Linked DNA regions of Mus musculus: regions 1, 2, 4, 5, 6 and 7 are each linked to region 3. The links are chromatin contacts, called in public HiChIP or PLAC-seq and promoter capture Hi-C maps. All regions are on one chromosome and are shown on one strand. Each heading gives the region's core, a stretch centred on a gene start, on an enhancer-like site or on the middle of the called end of the contact. The rest is flanking DNA. Distances are from core to core; before and after follow the strand shown.

Region 1 (3,768 bases), core at 252-2,751, 1.4 Mb before region 3:
CTCACTCTGCTTAAGGCTGCTCTTCTCTTTACCACTTCCAGGTTATATTCAAACACCTCCTTCCTACAACTGAGACAGCCTTTTCTTCTAACACCCAACACTATTGTGTTTGCTGTCCTCCAAGTTTCCACTATGAGCTCATTTGTCTTTATATGCCACAAAGAGGCAGAGAAAACCAACCCATCCAGCCGTGGTAGGGGCTGGGGCTGACCCTTCAATCTGTGTGACTTATCTGCTCAGGCTGCAGCCTTGTTTCATGGCCCTAAGTTAGTAAGCTGTACACCAATCAGCCCTGAGGTGGCTGACTTTGCTAAGAAGACCTGATCCTTGGAGCCAGGGGCATGCATCCACAATAGCCCTGCACTCCCATAATGAAAACCCAGATAAACCATCAGCTGTTCCAAGGAGCCTCTCTCAAGGACTACTGGAACCTCTGCAGGTTCCCTTCTCAACTGTACAGTCCTATCTGTGGCCTTCCATCCTTACTGGGTCTCCCTTTGGATTCCCATCCTATCTCTGCCACCCTTAGTTCCAAGTTTGTCATTTGTGCTTTCTCTTACCGGAAAGAAGCTCCAGCAGGGCCTCTGTAGCCCAGATGATTGCAAAGTGGGTTCTGTTTCCAGTGTAAAGGCTTATGTGGGCACTTAACCTACTTCCTGTTTTAGACCCCAGCCCTCCAACCCCTAGAGCAATCCTGCTCATCCCCAAAAGCTGTCCTGCAGCCTTCTACTTCAAGCACAGTCCTGGGGAGGCTGTACAGACTCATGACTCAGCCACTATCTGGGCTGCCCTCAGAGCGGTGCTGCGGATGCTCTAGAGTCACTCAGTCTTAAAGCCACCTCCTAAGTCCCTTCCCACCCACGGAAGGCAAGATTGCAGGTGCCATCATCCCCTAAGGATGCTCCTCAAAGGCTACGCAGGTGACCATGGTCGGAAGGCAGGCTGGACTGCCAAGCCCACACTGGCCAGGGGTCTCAACGCCACAGGCTCAACTGTCTGCCCAAACCGACTTGCTGTTGCCTGAGGCCTGACTAAGCAGGGGAAAAATTTATTAAGAGAAACCTGGTGCTGAAGGGTGGGGGGCAGACAGGGGAGACAACGGCTGGGCCAGGGACGCCCGCGGCCACCGCTGGGCGACGAACAGAGGGTAGCTTTCGGTCAACGCGGCGTCCATTGCGAAGCGGCAGTCCCAGGACAGGGTGGAGGGCGGGCCTGGGCAAGGGGTCTCGACTGACTGGGCTAGGTATCACTCTGCCCGAGGGTAGGCTCAGACGGTCTCCGCGGAGCGGGGCCCCAGGGTCCTGGCGGCCCGCGCCCCTCACCGCGTTCTTCCTGGTCACCATTTTGTCCAGCCTCCGGGCGATACGAGCAATCTCTTCCTCCTTGCCCATCACTACCTCGGTGGCGGCGGGTTGTGCCGGTTGCGCCGCCCGGCCTGACCTCGGCCGCCGCCGCCGCCTAGATCCGCGGTCCAAACCTCCGCCTGGCGGCCGCGTGCGACAGAATTAAAAAAAAAAAAAAAAAAAAAGAGTCCCCGCCCCCGGGACCACAACTCCCAGACGACTGCGCGGCCTGCGGCCTGCGGCCTGATTGCCCGCTGGAAAAGGTAGTTCCGCAGGTATCTCCGCCGGACCACGGCCCCACGTGCCCACCGAATGCCAGGGGGAGGGAGGACCTAGAGGAGGGAGAAGGACAACCCTACTGCGCTCAGGTCTTTAATTCAACCCATCTGAGCAGCTTGCCCTGGCGGCCGGTCGCGCCTTCACTAGTGCACTTAGATCGCCTCCACTTCCGAGAGTCACTCAGCTCACTCCACACACTTCACTTGGTACCAAGCCGAGTTTGGGGGCTTTCTTGGCGCTGCGCAGGTGGCCGGGACTCTGAAACGGTTTCTCCGCAAGAATTCAGGCTTTAGCCAAGCAATGTAGGCTCATGCCTTTTTAATCCCTGCACTCGAGAGATAGAGAGTCAAGCAGATCCCTGTGAGTTCAAGGTCAGCCTGGTCTACAGAGCTAGTTCCAATACATTCAGGGTTACACAGAGAAACCCTGTCTCGGGGGTGGGGGGTGGGAGTGGGGAGAACTATTCAGGTTCTGAAGTCAACCTAACGGTATAAACCCCAAGTTCTGCACATTGTTGTACGTCTCAGTCTCCCAACCTGTGAAGTGACAATGACAGAGGCTGCGATCAGGAGCCTCCGATTCATATTTTACACTGAGAACAGGGCAGGGTACTGAGGCAATCCGCTACTGAGGCATTACCTCAGGAAGACCCTAACCACGTCCAGGAAAGGGAGAATGGTGCTCTGCTCTTCTTCTGTCCTATACATGGTGGCAGGTGTGCTGGTACTAAAAGTCAATCTGAATTTTTTTGTACCCAGGAGGCCAGAGTGCAAATGACATACACAAATGACCTAAGCTGACCGTTTTAATCAGTTATGACATCTTTACCATAAGAAAAAGGCATGGAACTTCTTGAAGGCAACAAAGCTTTTCCAGAGGTGCAGTGATGGCTGAACCCAGCTCTCTAGTTTCATACCACCTCTCATTCTGCCCTTTACTGAGAGCTGGGCCCTTGCTCTAAGCTAAACCCAACAACAACAACAAAAATTCTGGGAAAGGGAACCCTGTGTTTGAGTACTGAATTAATGCTTTCAGGACCCTACCACAAGACAGGCAGTAAGAGAACCACAGGACCTTCAGCCATGCTGTGTTTGGCTGATGACTTGACCCCATCAAGGGACTGCCTACTGAGTAGTCCCAGCTCTGACTGGTCCCAATGATGAGCAACAGCAGCCTGTAGGTGGCAGGAGCCACCCACAGATCTGCTCAAGAACAGGCTCTTTCCTGAGGAAAATCCAGTAGATCACCAGCAGGGGAGCTATGTCACAAGAAGCCAGATCAAAGGTGTGTTCAATCCTGAGGGGTCCTTACTTGTGGGGTTGGTACTCACCAGCCAGATATTTCCACATTGCAACCTTAGAAAATTCCAACTTTAGAAAGCGCAGTTGATAGTATTTTGTTTAGCATGTAGGAAGCCCTGGGTTCAATCCACCGTACTGCATACAAACCAGGCATCACAGGTACGTGCCTGTTCACTCAGCACTTGGGTGATAGAGACAGGAAGGCCAGAAGTTGAAGGTTATCCTCAGATATGTATATGAGAGACATGTTTCAGAAACAAAAAGTCCTGATCCCAGATCCTACAAGAGCTCCAAATCGAACCTTCTGGCCCTTGATCAGAAAAGTCACCTCCCACCCCAGATTCTCCCCCACCTCACCCCACCCCCATACACCTTGCTGACTTTCAGAGCTTTATCTTCAGTGGAACCTCCCCACCAAACATCTAGACCATAGATTCACCCAGGTGTTCGCTCCAGTGTGGTGTTGTCCTCTACCCTAGCCTTCTGAAGGTGGTGGAGGACACACCTGCCTGGGTTTGGAGATAAGAAGTTTCTTGGACAATGTGATACCAGGTGGGAAAGAAGGCTTCTGGGAGACAGCCTTACCTATCTATATTGTCCAATCTACTACTGGGGTCTTTTCCAAGTTCCCAGAACACCTAGATGAGGTATCCTAACAATTCACCAACGGCTTTTGCACCCAGCCTTCCTGGGGCGCACACTCCCAATATTTCTTAAGAGTCTGCCCCTGAAGTGGATCTCTGACTTCAAGAGTCCTCAGTGAGCAACATAGCCCTATCCTAGGGACCCTGGGATAGAGATATCCCAGCTTGAAGGTCTGAAAAGGACAGGCAATGATCTAATGA
Region 2 (3,462 bases), core at 740-3,239, 1.3 Mb before region 3:
CAGACATTCAAATAGGAACATTGAGGTATAGGCCACAAACATAGTGACACAACACCCAGACATGCTTAAATATGTACAAACACACTTGCACAATTGGCCAATGATCTGTGCAAAGATTTATAACATCCCCATATGCACAGATATAATTACCCAAGTGCATAAATACAATACATAATCACTAACACTAGACATGACATAACCCATGGTGCACATAAGTGCATTGCAAAATGTCTTGACACTTAGATACACACATAAAGAAAAATTGCAGGGAGGTGGGGCTAGAGAGAGAGAGAACACAGTTGCTGTTCTTGCAGAATTGAGTTTCCAGCACCCTCTTCAGGCAGTTCACAGCTTCAGGGAATGTAGTGCCCTCACCTACATCATGATGCCCATATATGACTACCACCTGATAACACATGGTCACTTAGACATGTAATAACCTATGGGCATTGGTATATCACACTTGTGAAAACTCAGACTTACACAGGGAAAGTTGAACACACCTTTGTGTGCACACTGATCCCCACCAACAGTCTGATGTTCCACATCCTGGGAGACTCACAAAAGGTAAAAGACGTCTTTAATCCCAGCATATGGGAGGCAGAGACGGGCAGATCTCTGAGTTTGATGCTGGCCTGGTCTACAAAGGGCTACATAGTGAAAAGTTGTTTTAGAAAAAACAGTGGGGGGGGGGGGCTGGAGAGATGGCTCAGTGGTTAAGAGCGCAGACTGCTCTTCCAGAGGTCCTCAGTTCAATTCCCAGCAACCACATAGTGGCTCACAACCATGTGTAATGGGATCTGATGCCCTCTTCTGATGTGTCTGAAGACAGCTACAGTGTACTCACATACATAACATAAATAAATCTTAAAAAAAAAAAAAAACAGTGGGCATGGCTGAGAACATGTAACAGTATTATGACTCAAATGAAAGCTGAATTTTTCCCTTCCCTATTGAGTGCTCCTGTGGAGCCCCAGGCTTTGCATTCTACCTCCTTATCAGCCAGTTGGCCCTTCCTAGTCTGTCAAAAGGGTGTTTATTTCTCTGCCTCATTTATTTCCCCTTCCTAGTCTGTCAAAAGGGTGTTTATTTCTCTGCCTCATTTATTTCCAAGTTGTGTGGGCTGTGCTGTCATCCTCCCACCCACCCCCTAGATCTTACACTAGCAGCCCAGGCTCGGGGCCAGAGAAGTTAGATACTTACTGGCTGTTGGTCTAGGACCACACTGTTCACAAAGAAGGGAGAAGTTGATTCAATAGCCAGTGACCGCAATAAGGCCTATCGGTCTTCGTGTCTAGATTAAGGTGGCCTAAGGGACAGATAGAGGCTGAGGTGCCCCCTGACAGCCTACAGATGTCCTATAACCCTTCATAGGATCTACTTCAGCCAGCGCAACCACACCGGTTGCTTAATCCGTCAGGCAGGATTTGCGGTAGTGTCCAGAGTTCCTGACGTGCCTCAGTTTACTGGACTGTCCACAAAGCGACTCTTGCCCAAGGCACGCGTGACCGATCGCTCGGCCCTGGAGGCCAGGACCACCTGGGCCACGGACCGCACTGCCCGGAGCGGCGGAACGGCCCCACCGGCCCCTTCCCCGCAGCGGCGGCCGCGTGAATACCGCGAGAGTTCGCCCCCCTCCCCCCCGCAGTAAAACTGTCAAAGGTAGGAGGGGCGGGAGCGCGCATGTGCGCAGCACGGCGCGGAGTGTGCGCCGCCCGGACCCCGCGCCCCGCGCCCCGCGCCCCGGCCCGGCTCTGGCTCCGGCCTGGCCCGGCCGCACCCCTTGGGCGCTGCAGGTAAGCGCCGGCCCTGCCCGCTTTACCGCGGCCCCGGCGCCACACGCGCCCCGCACCAGCCCTGTGCCCAGCCCGCCTCCCCGCCGCGCCCGGACCCGCGCCGCGCCCCGCTCCCCGCGTCGGCGCCGTCCTCCCGCCTCCTCCTCCAGAAAAAGTCGCCATTTTGGTTCACTGCCTTCGCCCCCCCGCGGTCGGCGCTTCCGGGCCAGGCTGCAGCCCGCGTCCGGCCTCAGGTGACAGGTGGGTGGCCACGGGCCTCCAGGTGCGCCTCTTGGCTGCGCTCGTCCGGGGCCGGGCGGAGTGGCCTGCGTCCGCGGCAGCGCCCTCCTCCCTGGAGGCTACAAGGGAGATCGCAGGGACCCCAGGTGGAGGAGGGGTTTTCTTCCTACTCCGGCGGCCAGGCCTTACCCCTAACTCTGAAAGACTAGAAGGTTGCAGCAGGCCGTATAACCCGGACCTCAAATGTAATCGGGGTTCTGGATAACTCATTTCCTTATGAAGCTGCAAAACGAGGACATCCAGAGAACTTTAGTTGACTTCAGACCCCCCCTCCCCTCCCCTCCCCTCCCCTAGGCCCAGGATGGGGGTGTTGTCCTTGGCAATGAACGGTGATTGACCTTAGACCTCCTGGATAACGCAGCCCCTACACATCCCCTCTGATTTGAGTTGATCAAAAACTGTTAGGAGAGGACTCACCTGCTTGAACCTTGCTCTTTGGTACCGCCCCCTTCTGTGGCTTTGGGTGCCTCTGCGAGGCCTCACCATTCTATGCTTAGAGCCTTCCTCGGTTTTCAGGGTATGTGATGCTGCAAGCAGAACAGTCCCCAGAGGCCCAACCCCAGGGCAGCAGCATGCATACTCTATAGCCTCTGCTTGCCAGTATTGACTATAACTTGTTTAGCTGAAGTGGCTTCCTAGGCAGGGAACCTAGAAGCTATTGAAAATAAGAAGAAATGGTGGCTGCCTAGGCTGTGGTGGCTGAGGGTCTGATGTGGTGTATTCATCTGGGTGGAGGGGCCCTGTCTGCACAGAAGGCTGAGAAGGCAGGCAGGTAGGATAGCTCAGCATGGGACTAAAGTGTATTTCTAGTGGATCTTCACTTTACCAACCAGAGGGATGAGTGCATGTGGTGGGGACATGGGCCTTCAGGACCCATATTGGCTTCTTTGCCTAGAGAGAGGTCTTCAAGGGCTCTTATCTGAGTAGGTTAGTATTGTGTATCTAGATGGCAGGGGCCAGGACTCTGAGGAGAAGCTATCCCTGAGGTGTGGTGATGTGGCTGCCTGTGAGCCAGCAACCATTACTAGTGTTAATTGTCCCCTATGAGGAATATTATCAGTCTTCTTCAATTGCGTGGACCCTCTGAAGACAGGCTGATCCTCAGCAGCCTTTGGTCTTTGTGTGTCTAGATGAGGGTGTAGGTGAGGGTGTCAAATGTAGTAAGAGTCTTGGCTCTTTCTACACTTCTCATGTCTTCTGGGTTATTTAGAAAGACCTTGTCTGGGCAAACCCCCTTCTCTAAGTTAGAAGCTTCCATTACTTGCTTTTTGATGTGATCAATATAGGAGGTCAGGGCTAGAGAGACATATTGAGGGCCTCTAGGATAGCCCCAGTGAAAGTCCTGGGTTGAGCCTGTTCGTCTCATAGGTCTGTGTACTTACTCTGC
Region 3 (3,657 bases), core at 19-2,518:
AACAGGACACAGCTGTGTCAGACCTCAGAATGTGGTGTATGTCCAGTAGGTTATGAATGGAAGGTGTTAAAATGTTTTTGTTAAAGTAAAACTGGTTTTTGCAACATACTTCCTTGCTTGTCTCCTTTCAGGTAAGTGTGCGGCCCTTTTCTGGTCACAATAAAAACACCAGCCCTACATAGTAAAAACAGCAAAAGCAGACTTAACTGTCACAGGTACTTAAAACTTTTATTTGTAACAAATTCCCGATTTCTTCTGCTCAAAAGTTCCTAACAAAGGGGAAAAAGTAGTATTAAAAGCTGTATCTCTTGGGAAGTCCCAAGCCACTCAACCCCAATGTGAGATTGTCCCCCACACTTACTTTGAGACAATTCCATCAGCCTTAGCCAATCGGAGAATAGAATCATCTGACTCGCCCTTTAAAATTAAAAATAAATACCTGAGTATCCACACAGAGCTGGCTCCCTGCTTAGCAGGCAGAGCATGCACTATTAAGCCCAAAACCATTCCCACAGGAAGAAAAGGACACCACCATCAGAGCTCAGATGTCACATGAACAGTACAAGGCAGACCAGGTGGTAGAACTCACCATCCTGCGAATGGCCCCGCAGATGCCATAGGTTTTAAACTGGCCATTAAACCGGCCTGTGGTCCTATCAACCTGGGTTAAAAAAAAAAAAAAAGAGGTTGGAAGATTCGACCTCACCCCGATGTTAGTAAACACACCAAGAGCCAGGCTGAGGCCTGAGGGCCTCGTAATTCCTTCCCTCAGGAACCGTCAGGTTCCCAGCTCACCTCGGCCACGTTCATCTGGATGGACGCGTGGTCCTTGGCAGCAATGATGCGGTTGCTTGCGGAGCTGGGTAAAGAGATGCACAGTGCGTTTAATAGGTCGCAAAAGAACAGTGGATGAATGGGAGCGGGGAAAGCGGGCGCGAGAATGACGGGCCCGCAGATGCTCACCATTTCCGCGGCACGTACAGGTCCACAAACTCGCCGGCGTCGTTCTGCATCCTGAGGCCGTCCCTGCAGAGTTACCACGCAGGTCTTGAGACTGGTCAGGCCCGCACTCCGAGTCTGCGGGCCCAACCAGACCCATGGCCCGCAAGCACTCTCGGCCATGTGACCGCGACCTCCCCAACTGCGCCCAGCCCGGCCCAGCCCGGCCCCGCTCGCACACAGCCCGCACCGAGGCCTACCTGCTCACTTGTCCAGCGAGAGCGCAGAAAGGAAGTAGCTCGTGCCTCCGCAGCACTATTGGGCAGGAGGGCGGGTCCTCGGTAAGTGCTTCCGGGTCAGGGTACTCGTATCCACCATACCGGAGGCCTGTTTGTGTGTTTTAACTTCCGCTTCCGGTGCAAAGAAAGCCTGGCTCTTTCCGCACAAAGCACAGGCATCGGTCCCTGTCTCCGCCTCCAGCCAAGACATGCCTTCTTCCTCAGGCCCCGCCTCCATTGCGGAGTCCAGCCCCTCCGTCCTCCGCTGGAGAGGTTGGACTTGGCTTGTCTTCCAGCCGCCCTCGAGGCTAGCTTGTCAGAGGGAGCCCAGCCGCTGCTGGATCCCTGACTCCACCGACCTGAGGCGCCGCCAGAGCCTGGGAGGGGAACGAGCGTGGCGGAGGGAGGCGGGAACGGGAAGACCAATCCTCCGAAGAGGAAACTGAGGTTGGATCAAATGAGCTGGACCGCTGGCTTTCCGCTGCACATTCATTCTCTTCAAGAACCCCCTACTCACCCTGCGTCCTTGCCATCCTGCCCCTCCTCGCCCCAGGCCCTGCCCTACTCCTCTGGCTCCAGCCGCCACCCGGTCCACACGCCTAGGGAAGTGAGTCTGGCCTGAGAGTGCACGCCTTTAATCTCAGCATTCGGGATGCCGAGGCAGGTGGATTATCTATTTGAGGCCACTCTGGACTACACTGAGTTCCCGTCTCGAAAAAGGAAAGTTCCCAGACCACAGTCACCATAATGCTCAGTAAGCCTCTTTGTTTACGAGGTCAGAGAGCAGCCCGGACACAAGACTGCCCACGCTGTTGACGACTCTCCTGAGATTACATTTCTCCGTGAGTGAATCCACTGCTCACTCATCTGTAGAACTTTATGCCTGATATCTCTCTGGGACTGGAGCTGCAGTCTGGAGCTGGGACATACACCCAGTTACATGGTCTTGGGGAGAACCTCCCTGCCATGTGCACACTGACTGGTGATCACCTTCCAAGACTGTCTGTCACGGGGTCTGGTGAAACCGAGGCTACACTTTCCTCCTCACACCTGGAAACCAGTAGTCATGTATGCATTAAGAGTTCCCGCGCAGGGCGTGGTGGCGCACGCCTTTAATCCCAGCACTCGGGAGGCAGAGGCAGGCAGATTTCTGAGTTCCAGGCCAGCCTGGTCTACACAGTGAGCTCCAGGACAGCCAGGGCTACACAGAGAAACCCTGTTTTGAAAAAAATAATAAATTCCCGCGCAGCAGGGGTTATCTTTCAGATTAGGCACAGACACCTTACCCAAGCACCTGTTTTCACAGAGAGCTCCTTTAAATGGGGGTGGGGAAGAGGAGTTAAAGTGGCTGTTTTCTACTTGGTCAGAAAAACACAAGCAAATGACCTTGCAGGTGTAACTTTTAATAAGAGAAAAGGGGGGTTCCATGCTAGACCGGGCTGCACAGTGGTGTATTTTGATTGGATAGGACTTTTAATAGCTGGACTTTGGTAGTCAGCCTCACGAGGAGGAAGTGACCATATAAGGGAGTAGAGTTTGGTGGCTAACTTTAAGAATGGAATCTATCGTGGTTTTTTTTTTTTTTTTTTTTTTTTTTTTTTAAGCAAGGCAAAAGGAATGGGCTAGAAGGGCAAGGCTAGCTGGGCGTGGTGGCGCACGCCTTTAATCCCAGCACTCGGGAGGCAGAGGCAGGCGGACAGCCTGCCTGAGTTCGAGGACAGCCTGGTCTACACAGTGAGTTCCAGGACAGCCAGGGCTATACAGAGAAACCCTGTCTCGAAAAACCAAAAAAGAAAAAGAAAAAAGAAAAGAAGTGAGGATACCAGAGCCTCTGACCTTAGGAAAATCACTGTTCATATCATCCATAAGGCATGTGGACAGGGGTGGTTTTAGTTTTGAGATCTGCAGCTGCTCTGGCTGCATCCGTGCATATTGAATTGAACCCTCAAGGCCTCCTTAGTGGCCACAGATGAAGCAGCCGATGTGCCAGGAAGGAGAGCATGGCCAAAAGGAAGCCCCAGAAATCTTAGTAAACTCCACTCTGCAAATTCAGCACTCCTTGAAAGGGCTGGGACTGGAGTCAAGTAGAAAAGCTTAATGCAAATGATGCTAGGCAGAATGTTCAGAAAGGTCTAGCCTGTGGTAACTGCCAAAAACAATGCCCAGAGCCCACCTAACATGGTAAAAGTAAGATTCGCAAGGATCAAAGAAGTAGTAACTCCACTGCACCTCCAAAATAAATGAAGCAGGAAGGCTGCATGAAGCCCACAACAAGGAAAATTCACATGGCCTGGTGTCCATTCAGTGATTGTCAGATTAGCTGGTCACTAGAGAGAGAGAGATCCAGAACTCACTCAGATGTTAAATTAGCAGACAGGGCTGTGATAAGGGCTTTCACAGAATGTACACCATCTGTTCCAGACCTTTGGGAGAGGCAGGA
Region 4 (3,462 bases), core at 117-2,616, 1.6 Mb before region 3:
GCAGGAAGAAAAATCAGCCTAGTAAAACCTCACTCTTCTCTCATACCCCTCAGACACCTAATAATCCAACAGGAGTGACAGACATTTAACTGGGTATACCAGCACTCCCCAGGTCATTTTGGCTGCTTTCCTAAGTTTATCAGGCATCCTTCTAATTTCGAAATTATGTCACAACTCATCTTACCACAAATCCAGACTCTAAACTCCTACCATACAGCTCTAATGAGCAAACATTAAGAATGAGATGTCACCAAGGCCCAGTGGTGCACACCTGCAGTCACTGAGGTAAGGAGGAACAAAACAAGAGTTGAAGGGTACACAAAACACCAAGGGCTAGAAATACAGCTTTCTGGGCTCCAACACAAGCACCACACACACAAAATAGCAACAAGGATATAAAATATTAGAAGGCAATGCATTCTGTGAAAAATATAAAAGGAATGTGGATAAACTGAAAGTGCTGGGGTTTGGTTTGTTTCCTGTGCCTGTGCGTGCGTGTGTGTGCGTGTCTATGTGCTATGCAGCCCAGGTGAGCCTTGAACCTATTCTCCTGCCGCAGCCTCTCCAAGTGCTAAAATTATAGACATGCACAAACAGCCAGAAGGGCAGGAATCTAAATAAGGTAGCCATTATTTTAAAAGAGGAGAGGGAGAGAGAAAGGAAGAGGGAAACAGAGACGCATACATGCACACATACACGGGGGTAGGGGGTAAGGCGGAGAATGAATAAGTGTGATATGTGCCTGTGTAAGAATGACTCGGGCAAAAGGAAGGACCTAACAGTACTGCGTACATGGTGAAGATTCTCTAGAATAACGACAGGGGCTGGGAGCAAAAGAGCCACAAGAAGAACCCAAGGATTTCAAATCAGAGGCGAGGCGCGGACTGGTACGCCAAGGACAGCACGAGGGGAGTGTAGGTTTAAAAGGTATGAACTAAAATTCTCACAATTTTCGGAGTATCACAAAGTGGGCAACGGAGAGCTAGAGGGGGGTGGGGGGGCTTCGACGTGGCCGGAGCGACGCCACTGGAGCAGCGACTGCTGGACTTGGGGTACCACCGCAGCGAGAGCACAAAAGCCTGCAGGAAGGTCTGAGCGCGCCGACGCTTGCTGTGCCTCCCAGAAAGCAGAGAAGGCACCCGTCTGTGGAACTTACCTTACGGGTGATATTATGGACGTAGGGGCAAGTGTTGCAGGCGAAGCGATGGCAACGCTGCCCCTCCTCCACAATGAGTCCGTTCCCGCAGCCCGGGCAGAACAACAGCATACTGCCAGCTTCCACACCTCGCTTCTGTCTGGCGCTTCCGTGGTGCAGGCGCCCAATCAAAAGCCGTCTCACTTGCTCCGTAACTGGCAACCCGGGATCCTCAAGACGTTCCCAGTAGGCACTGCGGCGGGCAGCCTCGCACACTCCATTGGTCACCGCAGATAATCCTTTCCCATCCAGCCAATAGCATGCTGCCTGCACGCCCAGCCCTGTCGTTTCTGCGCGTGTGCACACGTCTCCCTAGCTGAAACGCCAAGAGGACTGGACCGATAATGCTGGCACCACCAGAGTACCCAGGTGAGAGGTTCTGGGTGATGAGGAGACACTTGCCGCACTCCGAGCCATGGACGTGTTACAGGAGGATCATGCTGCTCCGCAATATTCTCATCCGGAACGGACAGAAAATAACCAAATGTCCCAGGAACACTGTCCCCATTGTTAATACTACGTCTCAACTGCTGTCTGACTGACGTACGATATCCTATCTGGACCTGCCATTCCTCCATCTGGCCATTTCTTCACCTAGTTTCATTCTGCCCTTTCACTTACACAGCTAGACTCAACCCTGCAGGTAACAAATACCAGCAGCTCCTTTTCACAGACGTCCAGCTGACTCTTTTATCTCATTTCCTATAGACATTTATATTTCCCAGCTCTGGCTTCTCAGATTTCTTTGAAACTCCTTGCCTCTTTAATCCTCTGCAGTCATTCTGCAACATGCACATGTATGTGTGTGTTGTTTTCTGTTTGCTTTAACTATACACAAACTAAATATCCAGGGAGAGGAACCCCAATTGTGAAAATGTCACCATAAATTGACCAGTAAATAAGTCTCTGGGGGCATTTTCTTGAGTTAAAATTGGTAGGAGAGGGTCTAGCCCATTGGGGGCGGTGTCACCACCAAGCCAGTGGTCCTGGGTGATATAAGAAAGCAGAATGATGGGGCTGAAGAGATAGTTCAGCTGTTGCTTGTTCTTATAGTGAACACTGGTTTAATTCCCAGCACCAATATGGTAGCTCACAAACGTCCATAACCTCCAGTTCCTGAGAATCCAATGCCCTCTTCTGACCTCCGTAGGCACCAAGCACGTCTTTGGTGCACGAACAAGCATTCAAAAAAAAAAAAAAACAAACAAACAAAAACCCTCATACACTTAAGTAAGTCTAAGAACAAAATGGAGAGAGAGAAAAAAGCAATCTGAGAATCTGAGTAAATCATGAGGAGCAAACCAGTAAGCAGCATCCCACCATGGTAATGGCTTCTGTTTCTGCAGCAAGTTCCTGCATTGACTCCCCTAAACAATGGACTCTTGACATGTAAGCCAAATATTTATGGCTAGTTTTGTGTCAACCTGACACAGCTGGAGTTATCACAGAAAAAGGAGCTTCAGTTGGGGAAATGCCTCCATGAGATCCAACTGTAAGGCATTTTCTCAATTAGTGATCAAGGGGGAAAGGCCCCTTGTGGGTGGGACCATCTCTGGGCTGGTAGTCTTGGTTCTATAAGAGAGCAGGCTGAGCAAGCCAGGGGAAGCAAGCCAGTAAAGAGCATCCCTCCATGGCTTCTGCATCAGCTCCTGCTTCCTGACCTGCTTGAGTTCCAGTCCTGACTTCCTTGGTGATGAACGGCAGTGTGGAAATGTAAGGCAAATAAACCCTTTCCTCCCCAATTTGCTTCTTGGTCATGATGTTTGTGCAGGAATAGAAACCCTGACTAAGGCAAATTGGTACCAGCAGAGTGGGGTATTCCTGTGACAGCCTGACCATGTTTTGGGGAGGACTGTGGAAGGACTTTGGAACTTTGGGCTAGAAGATTCACTCAGTGTTAAGAGCTCTGTCAGATGTTGTGTAGGAGCTTGGAAGATAATGTTGAGAACAGTGCAGAAGATGGAGGCCTGGCTTGTGAAATTTCAGAGGGAAAATTAAAGACTCTTCAGAGCCATTGCTATTTTGGAGTTTGATTATTCTGTGGTTCTGGTTAGCTGGAGCTGAAGAATCAGCTGTGATTAACAAGATACCAGAACTACTAAAGCAAAATCTTTGCATTACTGGCACTATTGATGCTGGTTAGCTGGAGCTAAGAAATTAGCAGTGATTAAGAAGAGACCAGCATCGTTGAGGTGACATCTTCTGGGAAGTGTTTTCTGAAAGCACAAAGAAGTTGTGTTCCAGAGATAACCAAGGTTGTACTCCTG
Region 5 (3,743 bases), core at 217-2,716, 1.8 Mb after region 3:
AGCTACTGATCCTCCAGAGGACCCCAGTTTAGCTTCCAGCACTATGTGGGTGGTTCACTAGGATCTGTAATTCCAGTTCCAGGCCAGCACCCTCCCCAGGCCTCCCAGAACACCTGCACTCACATGTGTATTTTTAAAAAAATTTCAAAGATCATCAGTATACTAACACCCATGATGTGTTAGATGCTGTTTCAGTAGGAAGTGCAGGTTCCCAGACCAAAGGTGGTCATAGTTCCCGTTAGGAGGGGCCTGTTGAAAAAAGCATACCTGGAAACCGAACATTTTTCTCCCATAATTCCCCAGCCTCTGTCAAATGGAAAATAGATGGGATCATGGGAAATTTTCTCAACCAACCCTGGGCTTTCCCACCATAATTATGTAAGACTTTTAGGTGTGCATGTACAGATAACAAAAATCATAACAGGCCCTTTTATGGTCAATTACCCCACAACTAACAGGCTTGATTCCACTTAGATGGAGAAAACATTCTTGGCCCACCCTCCTTCCTTACCCTGATCTTTCTGCTGTTAAGTGGGAAACCAACCATGACAGCATGTCTGACCCAGGCGCAGTGCCATCCTGGCTCCTCATCTACCTGACACACTTGACACATAGTCGTGTGTGTGTGTGTGTGTGTATGTGAAGTTCTTCAGAGAAATAAAAACCTGCTGTGCAATCAGGATGCATGAGTGGGTAAGGCAGAGAGGGGGTGGAGCACATGGCTTCAGCTTGCATAGCAGCAAAACTAAAGCTCAAGAGATTCTGGCTACAAAACGCTCCTCAAGAGCCAGAGGGCAGCTGCACAATCCATCATGGGCATTAGCCCCTTTCCCAGTCTTCCTCTCTGGCTGCAAGCCCAGCTAAGGGAAGCAGCATCTTCCCCCGCCCCCCTCCCCCCCCCCCGCACCTCCCCAGGGAACTGGCTTCCTGGCCAATGGGGAGGCACAGCATGGTGGGGAGGTGTGGGCAAGATGCTTCCCGCAGAAGCAACCTTTTCTGGGTCTGGCCACTGATCCAGGTTGCTGGAGAAAGGTGGCCAGAGCTGGCTGGCTGGCCGCTCACCACAGTCCCAGGGCCAGCTCGCGCCAGGCCAACCTTGGCTGGGCTCTGTCCCGCCCCCACCCGCAGCTGGCACCCAGCACGTCCTAGACTGCTGTAGACACCATCGCTGATGGATGGGTGCAGTGCGCAGGCACACGCACCAAGGAAACCCAGCAGACCTGCTCCGCAGCCTGAACACACGTGACGAGGTTCCCGGGGGCGGCGGCTGCGCTGCGGCGGAAGGGTGGGGGCTGGGGTGGTCGCGGGCCGCGCGGTTCCGACAGCGTGGGGCTGCGCGGGGCAGCCGGGCGAACGCGGGGCAGCCGGGCGCGCTGGCTGGACGCACCGGCGGGCGGCGTCACGAGGGGCGGGGCGCGCCGGGGGCGCGCCGGGAAGTTGCGCTTGGAGAAGTTGCGGGCGGCTGAGCGTCTGGGCGGCGGGGTTGCTGGCCTTCCCGTAAGAGCTCAGAGGAAGGAGAGAAGCGGCCGACACCGTGCAGGGCGCTACGCCCCGGGAAGCCGCCTTGGATAGCGCCACCCGCTGCTCGAGGCTGCCCGCCGCTGAGACCAGGGCCAGGCCGCGAACACAGTCTCCGTGTTGGGTGCGGTGCCTCGGGGCTTCCAGAGGCTGTCAAGCCCTAAAGCCTAGTGGCTCGGCGGTGACGCCCGCCCAGCTGGGCCATGTCAAAAGGCTCTGGTTCTGCCCCGCTGCCCTCGACCCCGGGGTCCCGGAAACTCGTGCCCCGGAGCCTCAGCTGCCTCTCGGACATGGATCGACGACCCTGCAGACCCCCGGGCTGCGACCCTCGGCTGCGGCCCATCATCCAACGACGCTCGCGCTCGCTGCCCACCTCCCCCGAGCGCCGTGCCAAGGCTGCGGGAGCCCCGGGCGCCGCGTGCGGAGCTGGCTGCAACCGGCAGGTCCGGGTGCGCTTCGCTGACGCGCTGGGCCTGGAGCTGGCGCAGGTCAAGGTGTTTAACGCAGGCGACGATCCGTCCGTGCCGCTGCACGTGTTGTCGCGCCTAGCCATCAACTCAGACCTGTGCTGCAGCAGCCAGGATCTGGAGTTCACGCTGCAGTGCCTGGTTCCCGACTTCTCGCCGCCCATCGAAACCCCAGGCTTCGGAGAACGCCTGGCACGCCAGCTTGTGTGCCTGGAACGTGTCACCTGCTCTGACCTGGGCATCAGCGGCACAGTGCGCGTGCGCAACGTGGCCTTCGAGAAGCAGGTGACGGTGCGCTACACCTTCTCTGGCTGGCGCAGTGCGCATGAGGCAGTGGCGCGCTGGAGAGGACCTGCAGGTGCTGAAGGTACCGAGGACATCTTCGCCTTCGGCTTTCCAGTGCCTCCCTTCCTGCTGGAGCTCGGCTCCCAGGTACACTTCGCACTGCGCTATGGCGTAGCTGGTGCTGAGTACTGGGACAACAATGATGGTCGCGACTATAGCCTTACTTGTCGCAGTCATGCCTTGCACATGCCACGCGGGGAGTGCGAGGAGAGCTGGATTCACTTCATCTGAGCTGCGGGCTGTGAACCAGGAGCTTCCATCTCTGCAGACCTGCAGACACTTCCCCACCAGTGCAGCTCTCTGAGCGGCCATCTCCCATCCCAGCCTTCCTTCCTAGTGGTCTGGCCTAATTTTTCACTGTGAAGCCCTGCGGCGGTAGCCTGGCCTGTCTTGTAGTGAATTCTCTTGAGAGCCTGGCGGTCAGCCTGTGTAACACGTTGTTGGGGGGGGGGGCAGATGCACGGGATTGTGGTCCTTAATTTCAGTAGGACCCAGGTCAGTGTTTTGCAAGAAAGGCCTTTTGCATGTCTCCTCTATGTGTCTGAATATAAGTAGCTGTTATTTATTATTGTGAAGTTAGACTTCCACCCATGGAGAATGCTTTCTCAGGAATACTCTAATCAGCTTAGAGGAGGCCTGCTATCTGTTTTCACCCACCGTAATAATTGTACAGATACACAGTGTGGCCTGCATTATGGTCCCTCGAGGCATTTCTGCCCTGGGACGGTGAAAATCTGAGACCATGTTTGCTTGCCAATGTCTGTAGCCTTCCAACAGTAGAAACTATTAATAGCGAAGGAACTTGCAGCTCATCTGTCATCACACAACCATTTCTGGGCTTCGAGGCTGCCCTGGTTAGGCGATGCCTCCCACATCAACAGCTGGGGAGGAGTGGACAGAAAAGCTTCCAACCATGCAACTTAGCCCAGATAGCCCTTTCTCTTCAGGGACTGCCTGTTCACACATTTGTCTTCTACTGGTCTGGTTCTGGGTCTGCTTGTTAGCAGGGCATATATAAATATATATATATTTTGAAACTACCTGAGCCTTTAAAAAGATCTTGCCTTAAGTATTTTACGTTTTCAAGTGGCCACAGGGATTCAGGCAGGCATGTCCTTCCCGGGGACCTTTTTCCACGAAAGAAGCAACATTTTTATTTCTAAGTATGGAAAGATTCCAGGATTCATATTTTAGAAGTCAGCTTCCAAATGAACCTGGGTGGTTCTCAGAATTAGCCAAGGTACTGGAGGAAAAACAGCTCGTGGATTTTTATTCTCCTAATGTGTTTTAAATTTGTTATGTCAGGTTTAACAGATACCACTTCATTCTTTGTGCCTTCGGTTAGGAAAGTTGCTAACATTTTTTTACGGGCTTAATTCCCAGTTTTAAAATGTTATACTTTAAAAAAAACCA
Region 6 (3,721 bases), core at 1,201-3,700, 1.1 Mb before region 3:
CCTCATTAGCAAACTATAGTGGTACACAGAGGCAAACAGATATCTGTGAGTTTGAGGCCAGGCTGGTCTACATAGTAAGTTGTAGAACAGCCAGGGCTAAGTAAAGAAACCATCTCAGAAAAACAAAAACCGCCCTCATTAGCAAAATAATTTCAGAGCATTTCTCCAAATATGACAGAAAATTTCAGCCTAATATAGTCAGATGACTAATCAGGTGCTAAGTCTCAAAATAGGAAACTGCTCTACAATTCTGGATATAGGCATTCACCATATTTGAACAGAATTTGATGTCTTCTGTCCCAGATATCAGATAGAAGCCTGAAGAAGACATTTGAGGAAAAAGTGATTCAAATACAAAAAGGCAACCTCAAGAAACTCAGTAGAAAGCTAAAAACTCCACACCCCTAAGATTTAAAGACTTTTTCCAGGGTTCAAACACAAAAGTCAGCCACAGTAATACATGCCTTTAGCCCTAGCATGCTGAAGGCAGAGACAGACAGATCTCTGTGAGTTGAAGCTAGCCTGGCTTATCCAGAACACCTAGGCTAAAAGTTAGATCCTGTCTCAAAAATAAAATAAATAAATCAAAGTCTCATTTTAAAACTTTCCAAGGGCTGGAGAGATGGCTCAGCGGTTAAGAGCACCGACTGCTCTTATGAAGGTCGTGAATTCAAATCCCAGCAACCACATGGTGGCCCACAACTGTCCATAACAAGATCTGATGCCCTCTTCTGGAGTGTCTGAAGACAGCTACAGTGTACTTACATACAATCAATAAATAAATCTAAAAAGAAAAAAAAAACTTTCCAAAACATTTTCCCCAAACGGTGAAAGCTGGGTATTCCTGCTCCTCTGCATAGAAATGTGCCTCCTAAGCCCATTCCTTATCAAATAGACCCAGCACAAACACCACCTACTCAGAAAGGACAGCAATACATTCTCAAAGTTATCCCTCTCTATAACTATCTCTTTTGTTCACTTGTTATAGTCTCCAACCAAAGAATGCAGACAAACCCAGTCTGGAATGGATGAGGGTAGGGCTACAGTAGGGGTTTGCTGAAGGTATGCCCTCATTGCCCCCTCTCTAAATTACTGTCTTGAGCTTTGTAGCTTTACCTTCTGGAGACATTCTAGCACCTTGGTCATATATTCCTGTTGGCATGGGTAGGGCTGGAAAGGAAAATCCACTGTCACACCATTCAGGACTACCCTGGGCATATCAGCCTATACTGAGGAAGACACGGTGGTAGGCCAAGATGCAGGCTGTCTGGGTCTGTGAGACAAACCCCTCTGATCATCTCAGTGTTTCAGCCACTCCAGGTAAGTGTTGGCAGCATGTGGCATCAGGTTTCCCTCTGTAAGAATTCCCTACAACACAGATAAGAAGAAATCAGCCTTTGTAGCCACAGACCATTACACCAATCATTTTAGGAAGCTGTCCTTGTAGGGTCAGAAAATCTGTTATTTCCCTATCAAAAGGTGCTTAGAGCCTATCATGGTGGCACACGCCTTTAATCTCAGCTCTCAGGAGGCAGAGGCAGGGGTATCTCTTAAGTTCGAAGCCAGCATGTCCAGGGAGTTCCAGGACAGCCAGGGCTATGTAGACCCTGTCTCAAAAAATAAAAAGGAGCTTAGAGATCTAAAGATGATCCCCTGGCTCACCCAATTCCATCCTAGACTGAAAAGCAAAGCAAAGCAAAAACCCAATGTAGTTATCAAAACAAGCACATTTTCAGCACTCTACCTGCAACTCTTCAAAAAGTCTGTGACTAAGAACCTAGGAGCATCCCCTTGTGGCCTGGACCTGAACACAAAAGCGTGGAATGTCTCCAACCTTTGATGCTCTTAAGATTGGGGTCATGCATCATTCGGTCCAGGTGTGCACCCGAATGCAAATAAAGTAGTAAAACAGGCAGGGCGTGGTGCTCCAGCCTTAGTTCCCAGCACTCAGGAGGAAAAAACAGATGGATCTCTGAGTTCGAGACCAGCATGGTCTGCAGAGCGAGTTCCAGGACAGCCAGGAATACACAGTGACATCCTGACACGCAAAACCAAAACCAACCAAACAAAGGTAGCAAAACAGAATCATGATCTGTTCAGCCCTCCGCAAGTCACTAAACTTCTCCAGACCTCCAAGTCTACTGACAGGCGAAAATCTATCCGCCGTCTTGGAACTAGCCCAGGGAGGCGCCTCTAGCTAGACACTGGCAGCAAGAGCCCGGGACCCAGAATGCACCGCGGCACTTCAGAACTAGCGAGTGCGTGATCTATGACCTCTATCCACTCAGATAAAACTGTCAAGCGACTCCCAGCTCACTTGTCTCGGTAGGGCTGCCTTTCAAAGTCCGGTATCAAACAACTGTAAAGACACGGATCCCGCGTGCTCCGCAGTCCGCTGATTGGAACTTCGCGGGCAGATCCGTGTAGCCACGCCTAAATGCTACACTTCCGTTTCCTCCCTTCCGGTCCGCTACTTTGCACCCGGGCGGAAACCGGGTTCCGCGACTTCTGAGTCAGCAGGTTCCCTCGCCTCTGGACGCCAGGGGGCTGGGGGCTGGGGGGTGGGGCTTCGTGCAGTGGACCTGGCCTCATCTCTGTATTCTATCCAAAGCACTTAATATCGTCTAGAGTCTCGCTTGTCTCCCACTCTTTTTGCTTGTTTGTTTCGAAACAGGTTTTCTCTCTGTAGCCTTGATTGCCCTAGAGCTCACTCTGTAGACCAGGTTGACCTGCCTCTTCCAAGTGCTGGGATGAAAGGCGTGCACGCCCGGACACTCATCCCCACTTTTGCATTATAAGCTCCATCTTCTGGAATCTACTAGTTCATTTGGCCAGGCCACTTACATTGTCCGCACAACTAAACAAATCTAAAGCTTTCTTGTGGTTACTGACCTCAAGTCACAAAAGGCATCTTTTCACAGCTGGAGTATATAAAATCCAAATGGCTGCATCTTACCTAGACCCCCACCCCACATTAAGAGTTCTCACTGCCTCCTCTCTCACCCAGGGTCCAGCTTATTTTCCAATCAGTGTCTGCTAGCTGTCAGGTGAGTTCCTCTAAATCTCTAGCACCTAGCACTAGCTGACAGTCAACAAGGAGCTCCAGGGAAGAGAGAGCTGCAAAGTCCTTCAGGGCGGTGCTGACATCAGAGGTGTTTGTTTATTTCAGGCAATCCCAATAGGTATTAGAAAGAAATTGACATTTCAGTGGCTGGCTCTCCACTACTAATAGATACTTGTTTCAGAGCTTCTCTTTAATACCCAGGTAGTTTCCCACAGAAATGCCCATACTTGTGCATGTGAGATCATACTTACAGAACACCCTGACAAACCTATAGATTTCCTTCAGACCCTCATCTCTTATTGGGAATTTGAAGATGAAGGAGGCCACACACACTGGGATGGCACCAATTCCAGGCAAAACTTTCTGGGCTACTAGTGAAGCTGAGACATGAGCTGATTCATCTGCTGCTTGGGTTCACATCAAGACAAGTCTAGTTCACAGCACATAGGTAGTTGCTTTGAGGCAGCATGCCCAGCTTATAATGAAACTATCCTGGAAGGAATGAATATATTCTAAGAGATGCATATGATCTTCCTTTTGACTATCAGGCCATTTAAACAATGGACCCCCCAGAAATTGGAATTCCCCAGGAAAGGAAGGAAAAGAGTGAGGGGTACCAGACAGAGAAGGGACTCTTCTTAGGGAAGAAGATTTTAT
Region 7 (3,369 bases), core at 459-2,958, 1.3 Mb before region 3:
GGAAAGTTGGTGGCTCTGTCCTTGAGGATACAGAAGCCTGGTGATTCTTAAGCGCTCACTACTCACTAATTGGCTTCCTGGTGAAAGGGTAATAGCCTAGCTGCTACTAAACTCATTTCCATTCATTCCGTAAGTATTTACTGGGCACATACTATCTGACTATCCTAAACAAAACAAAACCTTAACTAAAAAACAATGTTAAATATGTTAACACAGTAAACGAAGAGTCAAGTGCTGTATACAATTAAGCAAGGAGGGGAAAAGTAAAGCAGAGAGTCTAACATTCGACAGTAGACTAGTTACAGCAGTACACAGTGGAATAACAGAGGAGTAGAAACGAAGGATATCTCACATAACAGGAACATGAGAGTGGTCATGAAAAAAATGTCAAGGGTTGAGCACTTAAATTGGTTAAGAGACTAGCAAGGAGGCTGCTGGGGCAAAGAGATTGTGCGGCACGGTGCTTAAAGAATCCAAGGGCAGGTACCCTGTTCCCAAACCCGAACGAATTTAGAGGCTCCACTGGCTCCACACTTGCGGTCCACACACACAGGGCCAGCCTAAGTATGAAAATACTGATACAGGTAACAGATTCGTAACACATATTAAGTTAGAAACTGCGGAAAGTCCTGGCTTTTAATGTCACCTAACAGATCACGCTTTCCTTAAAGAAAGCAAATAAATGAACAAAATTATCCTACGATTAGAGTTTTGTCTTTAGGCAACCACGACAATATATGGGACAATATAATTCTTTGTGTTATTAAGTAGCGTTTTGATGTTTAAACAGACAAACCACTAGCAATTGAGACACACTGCCTATAAAGGATGAATGATCAGCTGAGCGTCCAACAAACGGCGACCCAATTTCCCCAAAGTCCAATCTGAAAACAAATTAAAGCTACCTTTTGCATTATTTTTCCGAAGATGCACTTAATGAATTCGGAGAAATCATCTCCTAGACACAAGGAAAAACAAGTCTTTAATCCAGCCATATAACACAAGTTGGAGCCTAAACGAATGAGTCCCTAATTCTCTCCCCAAAGAGCACGACACAAAATCGCCTCTTAAAATGTCGTCCCTAGGTATATAAACTAGGGGTTTTTTTATACATCAAATGCCTTTGAAATTTACAACTATAAGGCAATTTCTGCGTCCCAGAATGTGAACAAGCCTCGGAGCCTTTACTGCCCGCCTCCCTACACACCAGTTTCTGCGTTCCGGGAGCCGCGGAGGCGGCCGCGCGTGCGAACCGGAGTTGGCCCGGAAAGCCTCGTCTCCGCGCCGCCCCGCCGTGCGCAAGGTCGAGCAGGGCCTAGTGGTGCCCAGGGCCGGGCTCGCCGCCGCTGCTGAGGGTCGCCGCCATTTCCGCTGCGGGCAGCTTTCACCTCCTGCTGCGGCGCCCTCGCCCCACTTCCCCTCCCCTTTGCCCGGCTCCGGCAGCTTGAACCCCGCGGCCCCACCTAATTTGAGAGCCACTGGAGAGTGAGCTCACCTGTCGGCACGCCCGCCGGTCCACCGGTTCCGCGGCTCCGCTTTCCGTCCCGGGGCAGTGGTGGGCAGCCGGCCGGCCTACTGCTCGGCCTGAGGATCCCGGGCGGCGACAGCCGTAGCAGCGGCAGAGGACGGCGGAAGCAACACTGGCGGCAGCAAGAACGCGCACGCTCACTCACTGGCACGCGCGCCCCCGGAAAAAGACGTGTGTTCTGGCAGGTCAGAGCTGGCTGCGCAAGCGCCTAGAACCCAACACTGAGGCCCCGCCCATAGTCGGAGCCAATGTGGCAGCGCCGCACGAAAGCTCCGGAGCTCCGGTAGAACTCGGTCCCCGAAAGGTTGCGCCCCAGTTGACGATCACCGGGAAGGGTTAAGGTGGTGGGCGGAGCCTGCAGCTACTAAGCCGGAAGCTACAGCCCGGGAGCAGAGGCAAGGCCTAGGCTTGCGGGTTCGCCTCTGGAAGGCAGGCAAGTGGCACTCCGCGAGTAAAACTGCTCTTCTTCCAGTTGTTTGCTCAGTGCTTCATATAAGCCTCAAAAAATTTATTACTACTTACCAAAAAACTAGAGAGGGAGACCTTCATTTTCGTCTCAAGGTACTGCCTTGGGACTGACATTTTCGTTCATCCCTGGAGACCACCCAGAAAAGACTTTCCTGCCTTTCTTCCCAGTCACTGAAAAATCAACCGCCATTATTTAGCGATCCTTTAGGAATCGTCTGCAATGATATGCGTGGACGGTTAAGGACTTTTCTTCCCACTCTGTCTCATACAATCCTTGTTCACTCTGTTCACTTACTAAGTAATAAACCTAGTGACCCTTGCCTACTTACGCTGTAACAAACAATTTCAAGTGCTGTGCTTTTTTATTCCAGAGCTACCAATCTTCCTGGCCAGTGTTCCTACAGCTTTACTTTCATTCTTGCCTGCCCACCATTTTTTCTTATAATCTTTTTGGATTATAATTACATCATTTTTCCCCTGCCTCTCTCCAAACCTCTCATATTCACACACACACACACACACACACACTCACCCTTTCAAATTCATAGCCTCTTCTTTGTTGTGATATAGCTCCTAAATATATAAATACAGCCTATTCAGTCTGTATGTTAAGTAGGTATATGTTTTCAAGGCTGATCATTTGCTATGGGAAAACCAATTTCTATGTTCTTCCCTAAAACTGATTATTTCTCCAGCTCTCAGAATTCCTTAGTTAGCTAGGATTGAGGCCCTGTGCGCTTTCTCCCTTACACCATGCTTAGCTGATGTTGTCCTTGCTCAGGTCAGTTAGGCAGCCATGTTGGTTATGTTACTTCACGGATGTAGCTTCTCTGACATTTTAAGGAGATAAATCTTAGAGCGAACTGTCTGGTCCTCTGGTTGTTGCAGCTTTTCCTCCCCTTCTTCCACAATGATCTCTGAGCCTTAAGTTCAGGACTTGTGGTGGAGTTCTATCTGTGGGGACTGGGCTCCACCAATCTGCATTCTGATCAGTTTCAATTTCTGTAATGATCTCTATCTGGAGAAGATGTTTTCCTTGATGAAGAGTGAGAACTACACTTAACCTATAGGTGTAGGGATGAGTATTTAGGATGTAATTAGGGACTATGCTGGTTTAGCAACGTGATCCATGACTTCACTAGCCCCAGATAGTCGCCTAGGTTTCCAGGATCAGGCGTGATTTCTCTCTTATTGAGCAGGCATAAAGTCCAATTAAACAGCTGTTGGTTAACCAACAAGATATATGTGCCACTATTGCTGTCTGTCTTCAAGTCAGCTTTCAAAAACAAAGCAGATAATACTTAAGGCCTCCCATAACGCATTAAATAAATTCCAATCTTTTCTAACAGTGTCTTCTCCCTTCATCTTATACC

Evidence for each region. Promoter capture Hi-C pulls out the DNA fragments that hold promoters and counts their contacts. HiChIP or PLAC-seq counts read pairs in DNA pulled down with a chosen protein or histone mark.
Region 1: a contact with region 3 is called in a promoter capture Hi-C map of pre-B cells, with 5 times the contacts expected there. The contact joins the promoter of Tcea2 here to the promoter of Rps21 in region 3.
Region 2: an H3K27ac HiChIP or PLAC-seq map of double positive thymocytes shows a contact between it and region 3, with 7 times the contacts expected there. The contact joins the promoter of Zfp512b here to the promoter of Rps21 in region 3. A contact is called at or near these places in 1 of 39 promoter capture datasets (pre-B cells) and 2 of 115 datasets of contacts at active chromatin or transcription factors (double positive thymocytes and microglia).
Region 4: a contact with region 3 is called in a promoter capture Hi-C map of pre-B cells, with 2.9 times the contacts expected there. The contact joins the promoter of Polr3k here to the promoter of Rps21 in region 3. A contact is called at or near these places in 2 of 39 promoter capture datasets (the C10 cell line and pre-B cells).
Region 5: a promoter capture Hi-C map of hippocampal neurons shows a contact between it and region 3, with 4 times the contacts expected there. The contact joins the promoter of Ppp1r3d here to the promoter of Rps21 in region 3. A contact is called at or near these places in 4 of 39 promoter capture datasets (the 3T3-L1 cell line, 3T3-L1-derived adipocytes, embryonic stem cells and 1 more) and 1 of 115 datasets of contacts at active chromatin or transcription factors (astrocytes).
Region 6: an H3K27ac HiChIP or PLAC-seq map of embryonic stem cells shows a contact between it and region 3, with 4 times the contacts expected there. The contact joins the promoter of Rtel1 here to the promoter of Rps21 in region 3.
Region 7: an H3K27ac HiChIP or PLAC-seq map of embryonic stem cells shows a contact between it and region 3, with 5 times the contacts expected there. The contact joins the promoter of Dnajc5 here to the promoter of Rps21 in region 3. A contact is called at or near these places in 1 of 39 promoter capture datasets (pre-B cells) and 2 of 115 datasets of contacts at active chromatin or transcription factors (embryonic stem cells and extraembryonic endoderm stem cells).

Annotation. Positions count from the first base shown.
Region 1 is chr2:181,678,030-181,681,797 of GRCm38.p6, reverse strand. Tcea2 (transcription elongation factor A (SII), 2) reads right to left here and starts at 1,501. Exons shown (of 10, transcript NM_009326.3): 1 at 1,323-1,501. The coding sequence starts at 1,391.
Region 2 is chr2:181,590,988-181,594,449 of GRCm38.p6, reverse strand. Zfp512b (zinc finger protein 512B) reads left to right here and starts at 1,989. Exons shown (of 17, transcript NM_001164597.1): 1 at 1,989-2,029.
Region 3 is chr2:180,254,990-180,258,646 of GRCm38.p6, reverse strand. Rps21 (ribosomal protein S21) reads right to left here and starts at 1,268. Exons shown (of 6, transcript NM_025587.2): 1 at 1,200-1,268; 2 at 964-1,026; 3 at 796-859; 4 at 590-661; 5 at 362-417; 6 at 203-269. The coding sequence starts at 1,013. The coding sequence ends at 260. Cables2 (CDK5 and Abl enzyme substrate 2) reads left to right here. Exons shown (of 10, transcript NM_145851.2): 10 at 1-108. Mir3091 (microRNA 3091) reads right to left here and starts at 1,111; the gene lies at 1,036-1,111.
Region 4 is chr2:181,862,264-181,865,725 of GRCm38.p6, reverse strand. Polr3k (polymerase (RNA) III (DNA directed) polypeptide K) reads right to left here and starts at 1,366. Exons shown (of 3, transcript NM_025901.3): 1 at 1,157-1,366. The coding sequence starts at 1,267.
Region 5 is chr2:178,412,186-178,415,928 of GRCm38.p6, reverse strand. Ppp1r3d (protein phosphatase 1, regulatory subunit 3D) reads left to right here and starts at 1,466. Exons shown (of 1, transcript NM_001085501.2): 1 at 1,466-3,743. The coding sequence starts at 1,722. The coding sequence ends at 2,561. It overlaps Fam217b (family with sequence similarity 217, member B), which reads right to left and starts at 1,395. Exons shown (of 4, transcript NM_001081289.1): 1 at 1,221-1,395.
Region 6 is chr2:181,318,453-181,322,173 of GRCm38.p6, reverse strand. Rtel1 (regulator of telomere elongation helicase 1) reads right to left here and starts at 2,450. Exons shown (of 34, transcript NM_001001882.3): 1 at 2,318-2,450; 2 at 1,117-1,368. The coding sequence starts at 1,218.
Region 7 is chr2:181,518,824-181,522,192 of GRCm38.p6, reverse strand. Dnajc5 (DnaJ heat shock protein family (Hsp40) member C5) reads right to left here and starts at 1,708. Exons shown (of 5, transcript NM_016775.3): 1 at 1,496-1,708.